2 separate regions of the Canis lupus genome follow, and region 1 is linked to region 2. A link is a contact called in public Hi-C data. All regions are on one chromosome and are shown on one strand. The core of a region is the stretch at or near the end of the contact, and the rest is flanking DNA. Distances in the headings are between cores, read along the strand shown.

Region 1 (3,127 bases), core at 518-3,017, 56 kb before region 2:
GGAGGCTGATGCAAGACTCCATCCCAGGACCCTGGGGTCCTGATCTAAGGTGAAGGCAGGCATTTAACAGACTGAGCCACCGGGTGCCCTCGGAACGCACATTTCTTTTTTTTCTTTTCTTTTCTTTTTTCTTTTCTTTTCTTTTCTTTTCTTTTTTTTTTCTTTTCTTTTCTTCTTTTTTTAAAAAAAGATTTTATTTATTTATTCATGAGAGACACAGAGAGAGAGGCAGAGACCCAGGCAGAGGGAGAAGCAGGCTCCCTGCAGGGACCTGATGCGGGACTCGATCCCGGGTCTCCAGGATCAGGCCCTGGGCTGAAGGCAGGCGCCAAACGCTGAGCCTCCCAGGGATCCCCTGGATTACACATTTCTAACAAATGAACAAATAGCACCTCTCCCCTGCACCGAGGCTGCAGAAGTCGGAGGTGTCAGTGAGCTGACTGCAGTGTGGTTGGTATTCCAGGGTTGGCGACTTACCTTTCTTCATTCCGAGGAGGATATATTGTCACGTATTATTCTCACTTTATGTATCCCATGTGGCCATCTTTTGAATCACAGAGCTGCCTCAATGAAATAAAATAGATGAATCAATGAGTAGGAATCATTTGTATGCAGCTTCAACATTATTTGTTCCACAAAAGGAATGCTCTTTTTCTGGTGACTTCCAACCCATTTGAGTCCACCAGGGAGAAAAGCATGGGATACGGCAACCACAGCCTGCAATCTAGTTCTACCACCAACCTGATCTGACATCTTTGGCGGGTTACAAGCTCTCAGGATTCCCTGAACCTGTTTCCCCATCTGAACTGAGCAAAATACTTGCGTTTCCAAACCTTACAATAGGATAGTTAGGAGGAGGAGATAAAAGGTGAAAAAAAGGTTTTGGAGGTGACCTGAATTATCATAGGTGCTATTTCCAGGGCTTCAAAATCACTCAGCCTTTTCCCTAGACCTTTCGGTCAAAAAGTGATGAGGAAACAGAGCCTGGCCTCTGTCGGATGGCCAACCGGGGATAGAAAGGAAAGCAAGACAAACATTTATTGCACGTATCCAGCAGGCCAGGTCCCAGGTGAGTGTGTACATATTTCATACTGTTTAATCCTCACAACAAACCTATGATCTGGTTATCTCAGGCTGCATTTACAGACCAGAAAACTCAAGAATAAAGAATATTTAACATAAATGTGAATCCTCATTCATTCGTCCACGTAGCTCTCCATCCATTTAATGAAAGTACTAAGTACTGCAACTGTAAATAAAAAAGGAGTCTCTGCTCTCACTCAGCTACCTTTGAGGGAGGCCTGGTTTGAAGTTGCCCGGCTATCAACGGGCAAAGGTAGATTCTCATTTAGTTCTATACCTCTCAGCTCCCGGCTCTAGGCGTTGGCAGCCTTCTGTGCCATGTTTCTTAGTTAAATTTTAAGTACATATTGGCCCCAGGACCCTGATGCCTTTTCTTCTCCTCTGACACTCTCTACATTGTGCTAACATTTTTTCATCTTCATTTTTTCATCTCTAACATTAGATCACTTTTTCACACCATACACAAAAACAAACTCTGAATGGATTAAAGAATTAAATGTGAGACCTGAAAAAAAAAATCTTGTATTAACCAGTGTTTTTCCCCCCACCCCCCACGGTGTGATTATCTAAGCAGAGGAAACTTCCAGGAAAGCTGCATTCCCGGATGAGTCAGCTGTCATCACAGGCATTGCCTAATGCCGAAAGGGGATGGGTTCGGGGAAGCTGAAGTCAGTGAAAAAGCCAAGACTCACAGGTTTGGAACTCGAGGTCCTGGAAGCAAGAAGGCGGATGTGTCTCTGCAACCGGGGCCAAGTCTTCACTTGTTCATTTTTTTTTTCTGGAGCACAGGACAGAGTAGTCTTCAGGAGTCCCATGTATTTTTATTTTCTTTTTAAAGATGTATTTATTTGAGAGAGAGTGTGTGTGTGAGACAGAGAGTAGGAATGGGGGAAGGGGCAGATGGAGAGAGTGTCCAAGCAGACTCGGCTGAGCAGGGAGCCAGACCTCGGCTGATCTCCAGAGCCATGAGAGCAGGACCTGAGCTGAATCCAAGAGGAGGATGCTTAACGGACTGAGCCACCCGGGCGTCCCCAGAGTCACATTGAAAAAGAGGCTGATATTTCAAGGAAGGAGGTTCTTTTTGATCTTAGTGAGTGCTTCAGGAAGACAGTCAAAGGGCGGGGGGGCAGGATAGGATGGAGGAGGAAAGGGGAGAAGCAAGGGAGAGAAGTAGGACCTAAGAAGGGTGGATGAGAGGAGTGGTTGCTAGGAGGGCTGTACAGACCTAGGTTCTTGTGTCCACCACCTAGGTTCTTAAGCTGATGTCCCAACACTGAAACCTCTTCTTGTGTCCGGGGTAATATCATGAAAATGATAAAACTGAGTCGCAGGAGAGTCAAGACAAGGTTAATAAAGATGATAGGACACATGGGCACCAGTGTTGCTGCTCTTCACTGCATTGCTTAGAGGACATGCTGCATAAGCTAAATATCCCTCATCCCATGCTGTGTCTCTTAGGAAACCTCCCGACTTGGAAGGGTAAGCATCTCCAGGATTCATGCGGTCGAAAGCAAACACACAAAAGTCCGCTGCTCATTTGTGTAACTCTTCATTCTCTGCAGGCTCAGGGCACCCTGCCCTGATTTTCCTGTCTGCCCAACAGTGCCTCCGAGCCAGCCCCCACCCTGCCCAGAGGTGGACTTCCTACCTGTGTTCTCTCAAGGTACTCCCGTTCAGAAGTTACACCCAGACTCAGCTGAAAACAGGCAAGTCTTTAGGTTGCCATTTCCCATCTCCCAGCTTTTTGGGAGTTTCCTGGCTTCTCTCTACCAACACCTGAAATAGAAGTCCTAAGTCAACTCACTTAATTCTCACTTCTCAGAATAAAGATCAGAGTAAGTCTTCGTTAATCACTCCTTATTTATTTTTATTCCTTTGTAGGTGTGCAACTCATTGTTTTGAAAACTGAGAAATAAAAGGAAAGACTTATGTCTCTGTCTTCCTTAAGGAACCATACCTCTGTGTAACTGAATAGCTCATAAGGGTGAGTTTCTTCTTCGAGAAGTGACTTCACTTATGAGTAAGAAGGAATGATAGAATTAAA
Region 2 (3,186 bases), core at 555-3,054:
ACCGTGCGGGATTACGCTGCTGCTCCGGCTGACGGGCGTATGGCTGCTCAGCTGCTGCGACTGGGCCAGCGGCGCGGGGACATTTGGCATAGTAATGGAGGTGGTAGACGCACTAGGCACGCTTGGAGCGGGCGCGGCTGCAGGCACGTTTGGAACTCCGGGTAGAACGGCGTGGGGGCCGCCGGGCACGGCTGCCGGCGCCCCACTGCCACCCATCTGCGGCGGAGGCACGGACTGGGGCTGCACGGTCCCAGGGGGGACCAGGCCCGGCTGCACCGCGCATCCAAGAGCAGCCAGGGGCACTCCGGCCGGCTGACCGGGCGCCGCCTGTCCTCCGGGCGCGGGTCCCGGCCCCGGGGCCACGGCCTCGCCGGGCAGGGAAGCCACGCCCATTATCTGCGCCCCCACCGCGGCGGCAGTCGGGCCGGCGCCCACGGGAAGGCTCGCTCCGGCGCCGGTGGACGAGGGCTGCGCGGGGCTTGGCGGCTGCAGGCCGGCCACGTGCTGCTGTAGGTACTCACTCTGCCCCGCGGGCTGGACTGGCAGCAAATGCCCGGGCGGTAGCTGAGGCTGGGGGTACGCGAACGGCTGGGGCTGCTGCGTCGCAGGAGCGCCGACCGCGGGGCCCGGCTGCTGCGGCAGGGTTACATTCGTCAGCGGCAGCCCTTGTCCACTGGGGCCCTGCGGGAGGACGCCGGGGCCGGTTCCCTGGGGCTGGCTTGGCTGCGGGGCCGCGATCATTGGCTGTGGCCCGGCCGCGGCTCCCGGGAACGGCGGCACCGGAGCCGCGCTTTGAACCACAGCCCCACCTACGGGCGGCGGTGGCTGTGGCTGCCCAACGCCAAAACTCTGCGGCTGGGCCGGGGCGGGCTGGCTCATTTTCTCCGACGGGGGTAGCTGTGACACAGCAGTCAGGGAACTGTCAGTTCCCGAGTCGGGCCCGTGCGCCCCCGGCACGGAGGCCACCACCACCACCACCGACCCTCCGGTGGCGCCCAGGCCGCTGTCCCGCTCCGCAGTCTGGTCGAAAGTACTGCTGTGCCTAATGCAATCCCCGGACCTGGTCAGGACGCTGCTGTCTGAATCCCGCTCATAGTATTCCATGCACGTCCATCGGCCGCGTCGGTAGGGCTCCCCGCTCCCGTGGTCCAGCTTGATGACTCGAAAACGGGAACTGCAAGTGGTGGGGGGCTGTGCTGGGGCCGCAGTCCCAGGCCCGGCGGACGAGCCCGCCGCCGGGGGGGCGCCCGGTGCCCCCGCCGAGGGGGCCGCCGGGGTACCGGCCAGCGCGCCGGCCACGCTCCGGGCCGCCGCGGCTCCTCCTCCGTTGGCGGGAGCCGCCGCCGCGGCCGCCAGCTGTCCGTCCAGCAGGAGGTTCGGGGACACGGTCCCGGGAGTCTCCGCATCCCCAACATTGTTGAGCGTCTCTTCGGAGGAGCTGCGCTCGCAGACCTCCTCGGGGCCGTAGTCGGTGGCCCGAGACACGTCGAAGATCTCGGAGGACACGTCCTCTGTGCGCGACTCGTCCGGGTCGTCCAGGCTCTCGGTGTCCTCGGTGATGCTAGTGGCCACCTGGGCGGTGGTGACACTGGTGATCTGGAAGCAGCTCTTCTTCTTGGCCGGCATCTTGGACATGGTGAGGGAGGCCGGCGGGGGGCGGAGAGGCGCGCCGGCTCCTCCGCGGTGTGGCCGGAAACCGGCAAGGGGGGGCCCCCAGGAGGCAAAGTCCGAGTCCGCGCTGGGGTCGGGGAGGCCGGGCGGCCGCTGCTCAGAGCCCCCGGCCGCTCGGGGCGCCGGCCGCTCCGGGACGCATCCCTCCGCGCCGCTTCCTCCGGCTCTGCCCCCCGACGCCCTCGCGCGGCCGCTCCTCCTTCCTCGTCGCCTCCCGCAGCCGCGGCGCCTCAATTCAATCCCCTCGGCGGCGGCGCGGGCGCGGGCGCGAGGGCAGGGGCGGGCGGCCGGCTTCCTGCTCCCGGCGCCGGGGCCGCCGTGGTCGGCGCAGCTCGGCGCTCGGCGCGGTCCGCAGGCCTCGGCCGGGGGCGGGAGGGCGGCGGGAGGGCGGCGGGGCGGCGGCGGCGGCGGCGGCGGCGCGAGGGGCGGCGTGAGGGGCGGCGCGGCCCCGCTCGGGCTCGTCAGCGCCGGGAAGCAGGGGAAGCGGCGGCGAGTCCGGAGCCGGGGAGTCCGGATTCCGGCCGGAGCCGCGGGCTGGGGCGGGCTGGGGCGGGCTGAAGGTCCGCGGGCGGCCCCCTCCTCCCCGGCGTCAGCCGGAGCTCAGCCCCGGGGCCATGTCGGCCGTCTCCGGCGGAAGCCCGCTCCGGGGGAGGGAGGGAAGGCCGGCGCGGTCCTCCCCTCACGGGGGAGCCACCCCGCGGGCGGCGGCGACGGCGGCGGCGGCGGCCTCCCCGCGCGGCTCCTGAGAAGACTGAGGGGCGGCGGCGGCGGCGGCGAGCGGAGACGCTCCGGCTGCGTGAGGTAGCGAGCGGCGGGAGCTTCCTCGGCTCCTCCTCGGTGCGCCGGGTCGGCGGACCCCGGAGAAACTGAAAATTCAAACTGCTCAAGCGGCGGCTGCAGCTCCCTCCCCTCGGCCAAGATGGGGCTGAAATGGCCGCGCCAGGGATGCTGGGAGGAGCAGCAGCCCCGCTGCCGCCGCCGCCGCCTCTGTCGACTAAAATGCCGCCGCTGCCGCAGCCACCGCCAGCGCCGCAGCCGCCGCCGTTCCGTGACGCGCCGGCGTCGTGACGTCAGCGCCCCGCCCCCTCCGGTTTCCTGCAGTTTCGCGTGGAGGCTTGGGGAGGGGAGGGGAGGGGAAGGGTGGGCGGGGCTAAAGGTTTAAAAAAATAAAAAAGGGAGCTTTTTTTTTAAATTTAAATTTTTTTTTTTTTTTTTTTTTGAATTGAGCATTTACGCTTCAGGTCTTTAGGAGTTGAAGAGCGCAAAGCCTCCTAAATGCGCAGCCTGGAGAAGCCGGACGACCGCGCCAGCAGGTTTTGTTCCGAGACGCCGGAACGCTGGATGGAGGTCATGTGCTGTGTCTAATGTTTAGCAAAAAAAATCTTAAGAGAAACAGGGGGCGATAGAAATGGGGGTGAGGGGGGATTGAGGCAGGATAGAGAGGGGCGCTGCTTAGGGGGAGCGAGTCCCTTAAAAAAGTCTGCAGATAAATGCTGACCACTAGAGTCAGAGGCG

Evidence for each region. A called contact is a pair of places that touch in the nucleus more often than the background predicts.
Region 1: a contact with region 2 is called in a Hi-C map of tumor fibroblasts, with 4 times the contacts expected there. The contact joins the enhancer-like site here to the promoter of TSC22D2 in region 2. A contact is called at or near these places in 3 of 9 Hi-C or Micro-C datasets (amygdala, blood and tumor fibroblasts).

What each region holds. Positions count from the first base shown.
Region 1 is chr23:45,662,826-45,665,952 of UU_Cfam_GSD_1.0, reverse strand. No RefSeq gene overlaps it. Among named protein-coding and RNA genes, the nearest start is that of TSC22D2, 56 kb to the right of the region's middle. Within about 2 kb of position 1,767, at least 3 of the 20 cell types and tissues checked have an H3K27ac peak or open chromatin away from gene starts, as enhancers often do.
Region 2 is chr23:45,606,569-45,609,754 of UU_Cfam_GSD_1.0, reverse strand. TSC22D2 (TSC22 domain family protein 2) reads right to left here and starts at 1,804. Exons shown (of 4, transcript XM_038571204.1): 1 at 1-1,804. The coding sequence starts at 1,635.